Linked DNA regions of Mus musculus: region 2 is linked to region 1. A link is a contact called in public Hi-C data. All regions are on one chromosome and are shown on one strand. Each heading gives the region's core, a stretch centred on a gene start, on an enhancer-like site or on the middle of the called end of the contact. The rest is flanking DNA. Distances are from core to core; before and after follow the strand shown.

Region 1 (6,331 bases), core at 620-3,119:
AGGCCTGGAGGAAACCACCTTTAAAGTTAGGGACTGGTACCCCTCTAGGGTGTTACCTGTTTCCTGTATTTCCAGGTGACTTTGTCACCTTGTCCACCTGGCTTTCCAACCTCAGGCCTGGACACTCTAAACCTTGCAGATTTCAAGAATGCTCAATTTAGTACTTGCACAGGCGGCATGTGAACAAGCTAGAAAAAGAGTGTCAGACAGACTCACCAGGCCCCTGGAATCATTTATCGATCCCTGCCAAGGTTCGAAGCCATGCATAAACATGCAGGCAACTTCCTTACCTGCATAGAATCGAATGAGACAGCCAATCTCTGAGTCCATGCCTTCCTCCTGCACCCTCCACAGCTCCCCAAATCCCAGTTGGAAGAGGTAGTCATTTTGGATCTGCAATGGCTTCTCGTCCGCCTCCAGGCGCCGGGTAGTCTCTCCATGGAGCTGTACATACAGGGAGGGCGGAGATGTCTTTTGCACGGTCTCCCGTATCCTCCCCGAAGTCGACAGAGGAACGTCCGGAGCTGCGGCTGCCATCGCCTTATCGTCTCCGGGACCCTCGCCCGCTATCACGCCAGTGCTGTCTACGCCCGTCGGGGCTTTCGGCTGCAGTAAAGCCGAGGTCTTCGGGGAAGGCGGCCGAGGCTGCGCGGGGCGGCCGGGGCGGTGGGGCATGGCCGGATCAGCCTCTAACTCCTCCGACGACGACGAGGAGCCGCCGCCGCCGCTGCTGTAGGGGTCCAGCCGGTCTGACACGCTCTCGGCGCTGGGGCTCAGGCTGAAGCTCTCGGTGTCAGAGGCCGGGCGCGGGGCGCGGGGAGGGGACCCGGGGCCGCCCGCGAACAGCTCTCCGGGGCTGGAGTCCGAAGGCGCGGGGCTGATGCGGGGTGCACAGCGCGTCCAGGCGCCCCCGGGCAGCGGCAGATCGGCGGGAGGCGCGCGCGCAGGGCCCCGGACAGCACCAACAGTGCCGCTCGAGGGCGGTGGCTCCACGTCCCTTCCGTGCTCTCCGTCCAGGGTCTGATCGCTGGCGGCAGGGGCGGCGGCGGGAGGCGGCCCGTAGCCCAGCACCTTCACCACCCCGCCGCCTTTGTGGCCCAGCTGCAGAAGCCGGGCCGCCACCTCGGCGGCCGTGGTGTCCAGCGTGCAGAGCACTGGGCGCAGGTAGGACGAGGCCATGTGGCGGTCAAAGACGTGCACACAGCCCCGCTGGAGCTGGTGCCTCACCCAGTCCCTGTCCGACGGCTGCAGCTGAAGCAGCTGCCGGTGCTTCAGGAGCAGCGTCTTCCTGTCCAGGCTCCGGGTGCACAGCGACGCCGAGGCCGAGCAGGACGCCGGGAGGCCGCCAGCGGCCGAAGACGCCGAGGACGGCGACGAGGACGACGAGGCGGCGGCGGCGGCCGACAGATTCCTCTTCAGCCGCCCTCTCTTCAGCAGCAGCGAGTTGGCGCCGCCGCCGGCCGCGGGCACCGGAGCGGCCCCACCGGCCGCGGGCTGGGGAGCTCCCCGCCGCCGCCTGCGCCCGGTGCCTCCGGCGCGGCCGGGCAGCGGCCCCGGCGGCGCCTCGCAGGGGGCCTCCTCTCGCGCCGCGCCGCCGTTCCCGCCGCTCGGGGCCGCCGCGCTCAGCGCGGGATCCGGACACCGGCCGCCCTCGGCCGCCGCCGCCGCCAGGGCTTGGTCCTCACCCGTGGGGTCCGCGAGTCGCTGTGCCGGGGCTGCAGCGGCGGGCTCCATCGTAGCGGGGCTTCACGTCGCTCCCCCAGCTCCGGAGGCAGCGGAGGAGGAGGAGGTGAGGCGAAGGTGGGAGACGGCGGCGGCGGCGGCGCGAAGAGAACGGAGACGCCGATGGCGTTCGGCGCGGCCGCTCCAGAGGATTATGTGGCGATCCGGAGCATTCCGTCGGTGTCTCGGTGTTCCATCCCGCGCGCCGCCCGCCCGTTTCGCCGCCACCGCCCCCCCACACACACCCTCCCCGCGGGTCGCGGGCTCCCCAGCGCCAGGCCCCGCCCGCTGCTGGACAGCCTCAGCTCCCGGGAGCTGCGGCCCGAGCTCGCCTCATGAATATTAATGAAGCGCGGGAAGGCGGGCGGTGGCGGGGCGGAGTTGATCATGAATATGCATCGTTAGCATGACGACATTTCTGCGGAGAGCGGGAGGCTGGGGGCGGGGCCTCAGGGTAAACAAACGTGACGCGTGCGTACGGGGGTGGGGCGGAGCTGTTTCCCAGGAGGTTTGTCCTCGCCATAGAGGAGAGGTGGCGAGAGGGGCTCGCGTTGCACAGTGGGGGTTGTAGTTCATCTTCGTGTCGAGGATACCCAGAAGAGACCAACAGCGAACTACAAGGCCCAGATATCATCAAATTCTGCCCACCCTCTCCTCCAGCTTCTGGCCCTTGTTGGTGGGTATTGTGCCCTCTGCCGTTGAACTCTGTGTCCTGTGAACGTTTTTCATTAACTTGATCCTCTCCTGCTTGCCAGATGAGTTTTATTTTCCTGGCTAATTGAAATTGAGAGTTTTTAGGAACTCTAAACTCTAGGTAAGGCCTTTGTATGAGACAAAAATACATACACAGTTCACAGGATCGCTGGCCCCGTCTTCCTGACTTTTTCCGCACTTTTTTCAAGGCCCATGAAAGCTAGCAGTGTTTGCACTCAAATTAAACCCATTTACTCCCTCCCCTATTAGGACAGAAATAGCTAAGGACCTGCTTGGAGCCTTGTATCCCGTTGGTTTTAAGCTTAAAAGAAGCTTAACGACACAAAGCAGTGGACGAAGGAAGAAATATTAAAATGGAGTCATAGTGGGATAGGAGATAGACTTGCTTTCTCTTGGTTCTTTCTGGATTTTTCTTTCCGCACTCGGGGCCGGGTAGAAAGGGTGAATGAGACAAGGTTTCCCAGTCTAGTCTGTTCTCCATACTTCCGTCCACAAACTGCTCACCACCTACGCTCTACCTATGTTGTATGGGTGTTTACTGTTACATTGTATGATCTATAAACATTTTTTTATTGGTTGAACCAAGCTGGTTTAGGGCAATTAACTATTTGAAATAATTTGATAAACGTTGGTCATTGAGTTGCCACTCTCATGATGGCATTGCAGATGTAGACACTAATTAAAAGTCTTTTTCCGGAGTTAGAGGGCTCAGCAGCTAAGAGCGTGGGCTGCTCTTCAAGAAGACCCATATAATAGCTCACCCTGAAGACAGTGCTCCAATGTAATGCATAGACATATTCCAGGCAAATCATTCCTATACATAATGATAATAATTTTTTTAAATTAAGTTCTTCCTGACACTCGATAGACTAAAACAGGAAGAACTTTATGAGCTCAAAACTAGCCTCTTTTACAGAGCAAGCTCCAGGCCAGCCAAAGTTACATAGTAACTCAAAGAATAATAGTAATAATAATAATGAAGATATCCTGTACCTTACCTTTGGGTTCCAGAAGACTAATATTTATTATGGGAATATTATACACACATGCATATACATTTATTTATAGTTATAAGTCTCAGTGGTGATGCCTTTATCCTGCCATTCAGAAGGCAGAGAACAGCAGATCTCTGAATTTGATGCCAGCCTGGTCTACATGATGACATCCTGTCTCAAAACAAAAGAAGTTATGATAATAGTTGTCAAACACTGTTAGGGCGGTGGACAGACACTTGATTAGATCCAATTGGACTGAATTTAGAATCACCATGGAAACACGGGGTATGTGTGTGAGGGTGAGGTGCCCTGAGCACTGACAAAGTGTGCCCAGCTGTCTGGAACTCCTGCCACGCTGCCCTCCCTGCCCTGACGTTCTCTGCCCTCAAACTGTGAGCCAAATACGTCTTTCTTTATTTGGGTATTTAGTAACCTTTTGTTAGGTGTTTGTTACAGCAATGGGAAAAGTAACTATCTCCAAATAAAGAAAAAAGTAGATCTTCTCCACACAGAAGAACAAGTGTTGGAGCTGGAGAAATGTCTCAGCAGCTAAGAGCAAGAGGACCCAGCTTCAAGTCCCTGCACCACATGGTATTTCACAACTGTCTAACTCCAGTTCCAGGGAATCCCATTCTTTAGCCTAGCTTCTGTGAACACTGTGTGTATGTGGTGCACAGATACATGTACAGACAAAACTCCTGTACATATAAATAAATTTTCAGGAAAATATTTTAAAGCAGGTATTAAAATGCAATTATGCCAGATTTCACACATGGAATCTGTAATATAAAAGACAACCTATCGCGTACTTCTCAGGAATCCCACTGGCAGGGATAGCAGAATGGCAAGAAAGACCCACAGTGTGATCCCGAACCTTCAGGAAGTGACTAAACAAGAATGTGAAAGGAAAGAAAGAAAACGAGAATTTCTGAAGGAGTAGACTGTCTTTGTAATACCAGATAAAACAGAGCTCTGCAGTTGAAATAGCAAATTGGTGAAAAAGCAATGAAATCTAAGCATTCATTGTGGGGGGGGGGGAGTTGTTGAGTCATAGGATATCATGTAGACCCTATGCAGCAACCCACACTCTACAATTGCTGTGAATGAGAGAAGAGTTTTGATTTGAAAATAAAACTAAAACTGTTTTCCAGGCAGCTTCAAAATAGTTGGGGGCAGGGAATGCTTCGGTTCTAATGTCCTAAGCCATGCCACAGCACATCACACAGTGCCCTACCCTTTGAAGCATTCCAGACATGCTGTCCACCGTGTGCTTCTGCCTGGCCACACCTTCTGATCACTTTGTTGTGGTATTGGAGCTTGAACCCAGGTCACCCTGCAGGCTAGGCAACCACAAAAGATGACATCTTTCTCCCTCTCTCCCTCCCACTTGCCTCCCGTGTGTGTGTGTGTGTATGTGTGTGTGTGTGTGTGTGTCTGTGTGTGTGTGTCTGTGTGTGTGTCTGTGTGTGTGTCTGTGTGTGTGTCTGTGTGTGTGTGTGTGTGTGTGTGTGTGTGTGTGTGTACATCTGTGCCCTGGACATATGTAAGTCAGTGGACAAACCTGGGTTCCAGGAGTTGAACTCTGGTTTTCAGACTTGTTGGCAAGCACCTTTTCCTGCTGAACCATCTCACCAGCCTCTTAGAATCACATCTGAAAATGCTAAAGGATAATCCTGAAAAGAAACATCATAAACCCTGATGTCAGCTTGCTAAACTATTTTCACAGCTAAATTTAGAATAAAATCTATTACTTTCTGCTGCATGATTTATAACTGACTTGCTGTGTTCTGCTTCTAGGCTAATCCGGGTATATCCTAAGATCTAAGATAAAAGAAACCATCTTTGACATTGTTTTGTAACATAAGCAGTTGGAATTTTAATGGAAGCATGAATTGATAGCTGGGATAGTTTCGATCTGAACTGTCAAGGGCTCAGCTGTGTCCAGAAATAAACTCAGAGAGACACAATATACCATGTAATACATTTCATTTGTACACTATGAACAAGGGATCTAATTACAGCTTCACATTTGTATGTCCCTTGAGCTACTCGTGGTTTACCATCCTAAATTGCTCAATGTTTACTCATTCTAGTTTACTATGAGGGACCCATTTCACAAATTACTGCTCTAGTGCACTAAATGGGCCCCAGGTGGCCAAACTGAATTAATATGTTCTCTGTTCAGTGGCAGGATGAGACCGTCTGGGCTCTCTGAAGTCATACCCTCCCTCATAAACTTCCAGTGTGAATTCTGTTAAGATCTGACATTGCCACTGTCTTGCCTCATAGTCCATTTTATAGATACGGCTCGATAGCTTTTCAAATTTTAGTGAATCTTTTTAACCCCATAATTATCTCTATCTTTGGGGGAACAGGGGAATGAGAAAGAGAGTTTGAGATTCCTAACGAATGTCCCTCCTATGTCATACCAAAGCATTTTCTGGTTTGTCTATGACTATACTAGAAAAGTATTCTCTAGATAATGATGCCTCAGAGCCTTCAGTTTTACTTTGGGGAAGCAGCTAGGTGTTCTTCTTTTTGCTGTGCAGTGCAGAGATTAGAAGAGATGCCATTAGTCTCTGGAAATCTTACCCTTTCCCTTCTGCCTCCTGTCACAGCCTGGGACTCCTGTCAATGACAAAGTACCATGAGCCTCATGAATGGCTCAAGATAAAGCAAAAGTGTCATTTCATGGTTCTTGAGATTAGAAATCCAACGTCAAGATGCAGGTACTACTATTCTTGCTCACTTTTTTCAGTTTCGGATGACTATCAGCATTGCTTGGTTTGTTTCCACCTCTCTGAGTCCGTCATCTTGAAGCCTCTGAAGTGAGTTGGATCCCAGACATTGGATGGTTGGAGATTGATTTTTGCTTTTGATTGTGACTGTGCCCTGATATT
Region 2 (6,747 bases), core at 434-2,933, 78 kb after region 1:
GTCTCCATCAAATCCCTCCCATCAGAGCTCAGGGAACCCTATTGTATTAATCAGGGTTCTCTAGAGTCACAGAACTTATGGAATGCCTCTCTAAATTGAGGGAAATTATTGTGATGACTCACAGTCTGTAATCCAACTAACCCAACAATGGATGGATAAAAAGTCCAAGAATCTAGTCGTTGCTCAGTCCCATAAGTCTAGTTGTTTCAGCTGGTCTTCTGTAGAAGAAGTAGATTCCAACAGATGTACTGGCAAGTAAGTGCAAGCAGTCAAAGAAGAGTGAGTCTTCCTTTTCCAATGTCCTTATGTAGATCTTCAGCAAAAGGTTTGGCCCAGATTAACGGTGTGTATCAACATACTTGGATCTGGGGATGGCTTTATCCCAGGCTAATCTTGAACTCAGAGATCTCCTTGCCTCCATCTTCTGAGATAAAGGTGTGTACTACCTTGCCTGGGCCTAAGCTTTTCATGGCCACTGTGCCTCAAGACCTTAATGCCAAGATCCAGGTTAGAAATTTTTGTCCTTCATCTTCAAGATGTGTATCACAGGTGTGATGTCCAGTTCTGGATTGAAGTTCATTCCAGATATATTCAAGTTGACAACCAGGAATAGCTATTACACCTATGTAAGAGGACACAGAAAGAGAGTAGGAGCCAGAGGAGATGGATGACACCAAGGTAACAAGGCCCAGTAAATCAACATGATTAAAGCTCATGTGAACTCACAGGGACTGGGGCAGAGTGCCCAGGGCACTAGGTCCTCTGCATATATAGTATGGCTTCCAGTTTAGTGTTTTAATAGAATTCCTGTGTGAATGAGTGGGTCTCTTATTCTTGTGTCCTTTTCCTTCTGTTTGTTTGTCTCGTCCAACTTGGATGTGATGGTTTTTTGCTTTATCTTATTATATTTTATTTTGTTATGTTCTGTTGTTCTCTCTTAGCAGCCTGTTTTTTTCTAATGAAAGACAGAAAGGGAGTGGATCTGGGAGGGGAGGTGGGGAGGAACTAGGAGGAGTAAAAGGAAGGGAAACTGTAATCAGGATATATTATGTCAGGGAATACTGGGCACTCTGCCTCGGTCTCTGTGAGTTCATATGAGCTTTGGTCATGTTGATTTACAGGGCCTTGTTTTCTTGGTGTCGTCCACCCTCTCTGGTTCTTACACCCTTTCTGCCTCCTCTTACATAGGGTTCCCTGCGCTCTGAGGGGAAGGATTTGACAGAGACATCCCTTCAATAAAGGGGAGAAAAAGAATCTCTGGAGTCACCACCATCTCAAGATGAATTCTAAACCAGGAAGTTAGTTGTGAAACATATTAAGAAGAATAAAAAATCACCAGTAAAAGTAAAGCAAAACAGGACTATATTTTCCAGAGAGCAAATGCCATGAATCACAGGCATAAATGGAGCTAGATAGAGTCTCAGCTTAGCAGGGCAACACTTGCCTAGCATGGACAAGGCCCTGGGTCCCAGCCTCAGCAACACAGGAACAAACATCAACATAAGGAGACAAAGAGACAAGAGGACAGGGTAGAGAGCTTAGAGACAGAACTACATATACAGCAGGGTTGGCATCACAGCCAAGGGTAAAAGTGTATCCAGTCATAGCTCACTCTACAGAAAAACAAGATCTGAGCAGGACGATGTAGAGGAAGAGCATAATCCCATCACTCCAGAGGCAGAGGCAGGACCATAAAAGTTCAAGAGCATCTTGGCTGCATAGAAAGAGTTCAAGTCTAGTGAACTATGTAAGACCTTGTTGCAAAAGCAAAACAGATGTTGATTTATGTAACAATTTGAAGAGTTCAATGTTGTAGAAATTTTCAATCCGAATTTGAGGTTTTTATCCTGCCTTTATCATTTAATTTAGCTCCTGGATAAAAGACATAAATTTTTCATTGTTTATACTAAGCCTTAAACAGTACAAGAGTTGGGCAGATATCCTCTGTGCTATTAGAATCTACTTTACCACAGATAACTCTGAGTTATTACTACTATATTTCATTTGGGCTGCTCTTAACTCCAATTGGCCAGCTCTCATGGCCATATTCTCTTGACTCCTAACTCATGGCCACTTTTACTTCCTCCTCACGTTTCTTTCTCTCTCTCTCTCTCTCTCTCTCTCTCTCTTTCTCTCCCTGACCCCCCAGGCCCAAGGAACCTTAAACTCTTCCAATGTCTCTTCTGCCCAGGCTATTGGTATCTTTATTTACCAATCAGAACTAACTTGAGGGTAAGGTCACATAGTATCACTTGTGTCTACATGTGGACTCTCTCATCCTGGGACAGCCAGGTCTTTGGGGACTGCATTTAGCATTATAATACATAGTAAAAGACCAAACATTAACATTTCAGAGACTGGAGAGATGCCATAGCTGGTAATCTGTTTGTGCAGAAAGTAGGGCTCCTTGGCAGTCATATAAGGAGCTGGCTAAGGCAGTATGCTGCCACAGGGGCACAAAGAGACAGGAGAATCCCTGGGGCTCACTGGGCAGCCAGTCTGGCTAAATCAATGAACTCTGGGTTCTGTAAGAGATCCTGTTTCAAAATAATGAGATATGACTGAGGCAGACACTAATGTATTCACATATACATACCCCATCACACACAAATACACACACACACAAAATGAACGTTTTAACAATTATGTTTTAAAATATGTGACAACAATAATTCTATAATAAATATGATATATGTTACTATAGTAAATAAACATTAAATAATATATTAAATATTTATAGTCTTAAATGATTTAAATAAATTAAAAGCACAGTGATATAAAGAAAGAAATGCTGCAGAAGATCCTGAAGCTCCTAACAGGAGGTGCAGGATTGTCTATATGAGCTTTGTACCCCTTAGATCTTCTCTGCCAACCCTCTAAACTTCTTTTCTAGCCCTCTCCATTCCTTTAAGTCACCCATCCATCTGCACAAACACTATATAGAAAGACCCCTAATGGGCACACTGGGCTGAGACTCAGATAGACTGTTTTCACTTTCCTTTCCTTCCTGTCCTTCATCCTAGTCTCCTCATGCAGTAGTCCTATAGCAGCCTGCCTACAGGAGCCCCTCCTCCCATCCCACATCTACATCCTGAGTGACCCACCTCTTGGTGCAGATCAAGGACCCCTTAGCTCTTTCCATCTTAATCTATATTCATTTGTTTCACCAGCTAACCCACAGAAACAGCTACTAGGGACTCCACAGCCACCACACGTGGCTAGGATCCAGAGTGGGCAACAGCAATCAAAGAACAGATCACCCATCACCCAATAGAGGCAAGACCAGATAGCTATATGAAGAAACACCTCAAACACAATAACTCTAGGCATATAGAAACCAGTACAAGAGCATAAACAGCCGAGACAATATGCCTCCCCCAGACGCCAGTAACCCTATTGAAATAAGTCCTCAGAAAAGCAAGTTAGTAAAAACACAGGACAAGAACTTCAAAATAATAATTATAAACATGTTCAAAGGACTTTAAAGAGAATTTGAATAAATGCCTTAATGAAAGTAGAAACAATTGAGTGAAATAGTGAAAACATTTTAAAACATGAAAGTTGAATTTAACAAAGAAAATCACTAAAGAAAACCCAAACTGAAATAAAACTGAAAGTGAAAAACTCAGGATGTCTAACAAAAACTTCAAAGTAAGCCTCATTAACAGATGAAACAGCATGGAAGAGAGAATTTCAGGTCTTGAAGACAAGGTAGAAGAAATAGCATAGTCAAAGAAAATGTCAAAACAAAAAACAACAACAAAAAACTCTAGGCACAGAAAATCTGGGATACTGTGAAAGACCAAACCATGAGTAGTGGTTATAGAGGAAGGAGGAGATTCCAGGTCAAAGGCACAGAAAACAATTTTTTTTTAGGGTTTCTGTGAACTTTATTGATAGCATTCAAGAGAAGAAGCATCCCACTCTGCCTCATTTGGGAGTCTGGGGTGAAGTGAGGTGCTCAGGGGTGGGACAGGGCCTCCTCAGCAGCCACCAGCCTGTCTCTCTCTTGTGTTCTTGCTGGGATGGGTGGTCCAGGGCTTCTTACAGTGGGGAGACCATGTAGGCTGTGAGCTCCACCACCCTGTTGCTGTACTCATATTCATTCTCAAACCAGAAAATGAGTTTTTACAAAGTCATCTCCGAGAGCAATGCCAGCCCCAGAATCAATGGTAGGAGAGTAGCATCAGTGTTAAAGTCACAGGAGACAACCTGGTCCTAAGTGTGGCCCACAATGCCATTTAATGGGCTCTCTGATGCCACCTTACCTAACCTTCTTGACATCATTTTACATGGCATCATTTTACAACTTTCTTCAGGAAGCATGTAAGATCCACAATAAACAAATTGGGGGTAAGCCCACGGAAGGCCATGCCAGTGACCTTCCAGTTCAGCTCTGGAATGACATTATCCATAGCCTTGACAGCACCAATGGGTGCAGAGATGATGTTCAGGGCAGTCTGACAGGTATTATGCCACAGCTTTCCAGAGAAGCCATCCATAGTATTCTGGGTGACAGAAATGTCAGGGATCATGGCCATGCATCCCTCCCTGATACAAAGTTGTCATGGGTAACATTAATCGGGGACAAAAGGAGTTGGTGGTACAGTGGTGCAGGAGGCATTGCTGACAATCATGAGTTAGTAGTCATAAATCTACGGTTCGTGCTCATCACAAACATGGGGGCATCAGCAGAAGGGGCAGAGATGATGACTCTTTGGCTCAGCTCTTCAAATGACCTCTGTTTTTTTCCATGGTGTTGAAGATACCAGTAGACTCCAAAACCTACTTGGCATCAACATTACCCCATTTGATGTTGGTATAATCTTACTCCTGGAAGATGGAGATGGCCTTCCCATTGACAAGTTTTCCATTCTCAACCTCAACTGGGCTGTTGGACTTACTGTGGGTACGGTCATACTAAAACATGTCAACCTTGCAGTTGCAGTCAATGAAGAGATCATTGACGGCAACAATATCCACTTTGCCAGAGTTGAAGGCATTCAATATGGTCAAATCCATTCACTCTAAACCTTCACCATTGTGTCTCAGGGACCAGGCTGGCAATGTGTGAAAAGATGTTGCTGTCTCTGGAATGGGAGAAATACAGAGCCAAAAAAGTACATAATTTAATGAAATCCAATTTAAAGGAGGTGCCTATCAAATTACAAGAAGCATACAGAATACAAATTAGGATCAGAAAACAAACTCCTTGTGACATGCAATAATCAAAACATTAAATGTACAGAAAATATGAATATTAAATTTTCAAAGGAAAGAGACCAAATAGCATAGAAAGAGAGACCTCTTACAATAACCCCTCACTTATCAGTGAAGACTCTAAAAGCCAGAAGGGCCTGGACAGATGTTCTACATATTAAAAAAGACCACAGATACCATCCCAGACAACTATGCGCAGCAAAGCTATCAATCACAATAGACATAAAAGACAAATATTCTACAGTAAAACTAACTTTCAACAATTTCCAATCCAGCTTTACAGAAGGCACTAGTAAGAAACATTCAGTCTGAAGAGGTTAACTACACCCAAGAGGACTCAATCAATCAATCAATCAATCAATCACAGACCAGTAAATCAAAAGAGTGGGCAAAACACTCATACCATAACAGCAAAATATCAGGAATCAATAAACACTGCCCATTAATAATTATCAATACTAATTGTCAGGAACTTAGCACCAGGCTGGGTCCTCTCTGAAGCAGCTGAGGGGAAAAGCATGGGCAGGAGCAGGGCTTGGTCTTGGGAAAGATTAGGCTGCTTTCTATAGTAATGTTTACCTGTCTTGAGTCTAAGCTACTCTGAAGCCGGAAGTTGCAGGCCTCTGGGCCTTAACACTTGTGGTAAAACAGCAGAGGAGTCAGGCGTGGTAGCGCACGCCTTTAATCCCAGCACTCGGGAGGCAGAGGCAGAGGCAGAGGCAGAGGCAGAGGCAGAGGCAGAGGCAGAGGCAGAGGCAGAGGCAGAGGCAGAGGCAGAGGCAGAGGCAGGTGGATTTCTAAGTTCGAGGCCAGCCTGGTCTACAAAGGGAGTTCCAGGACAGCCAGGGCTAAACAGAGAAACCCTGTCTCGAAAAACCAAAACAAAAAAACAAACAAAAAAACAAAAACAGCAGAGGACTAAGTAAAGAATTCACTGCTAGGGCTTTCTTTTCTCTTGCCCAGAAGCCTTGCCTTGTCAGGCAGGAGGAAGATTCTGAGCAATAAACTTTTACTGAACCAGATCTCACAGAAGGAAAACCTTTTACACAAGCAAATATACATAAAACTCACATACATTTATATACACATTTATGTACGTGCACTTATACACCTTCATGCACTCCAGTTGGACACAGGTATGTACTTATCTCATAATTACATACGTATACATGCATCCATACTTACATATGCATATGGAGCAAATGCCCAAGTGCCAGTGCAGAGTTCATTCATTCTGGATGAAAAATGAGAAAGAAAAAACTTTTACCCCTGTCTTAGTCAGGGTTTCTATTCCTGCACAAACATCATGACCAAGAAGCAAGTTGGGGAGGAAAGGGTTTATTTGGCTTACACTTCCATACTGCTGTTCATCACCAAGGAAGTCAGGACTGGAACTCAAGCAGGTCAGGGAGCAGGAGCTGATACAGAAACCATGGAGGGATGTTCTTTACTAGCTTGCCTCTCCTGGCTTGCTCAGCCTGCTCTCTTATAGAACCCAAGACTACCAGCCCAGAGGTGGTCCCACCC

Evidence for each region. A called contact is a pair of places that touch in the nucleus more often than the background predicts.
Region 2: a Hi-C map of uterus shows a contact between it and region 1, with 4 times the contacts expected there. The contact joins the enhancer-like site here to the promoter of Phlpp1 in region 1. A contact is called at or near these places in 1 of 39 promoter capture datasets (the C10 cell line), 6 of 484 Hi-C or Micro-C datasets (the P5424 cell line, forebrain neurons, uterus and 1 more), 4 of 115 datasets of contacts at active chromatin or transcription factors (T-cell acute lymphoblastic leukemia, craniofacial prominence, embryonic stem cells and 1 more) and 2 of 9 other capture datasets (liver and pancreatic islet).

What each region holds. Positions count from the first base shown.
Region 1 is chr1:106,167,407-106,173,737 of GRCm38.p6, reverse strand. Phlpp1 (PH domain and leucine rich repeat protein phosphatase 1) reads right to left here and starts at 1,869. Exons shown (of 17, transcript NM_133821.3): 1 at 291-1,869. The coding sequence starts at 1,734. It overlaps Gm20753 (predicted gene, 20753), which reads left to right and starts at 2,214. Exons shown (of 3, transcript NR_040630.1): 1 at 2,214-2,398.
Region 2 is chr1:106,088,322-106,095,068 of GRCm38.p6, reverse strand. It overlaps the pseudogene Gm26509. Among named protein-coding and RNA genes, the nearest start is that of Gm20753, 80 kb to the left of the region's middle. Within about 2 kb of position 1,683, at least 2 of the 459 cell types and tissues checked have an H3K27ac peak or open chromatin away from gene starts, as enhancers often do. A contact at or near this core is called in uterus, where this site is marked.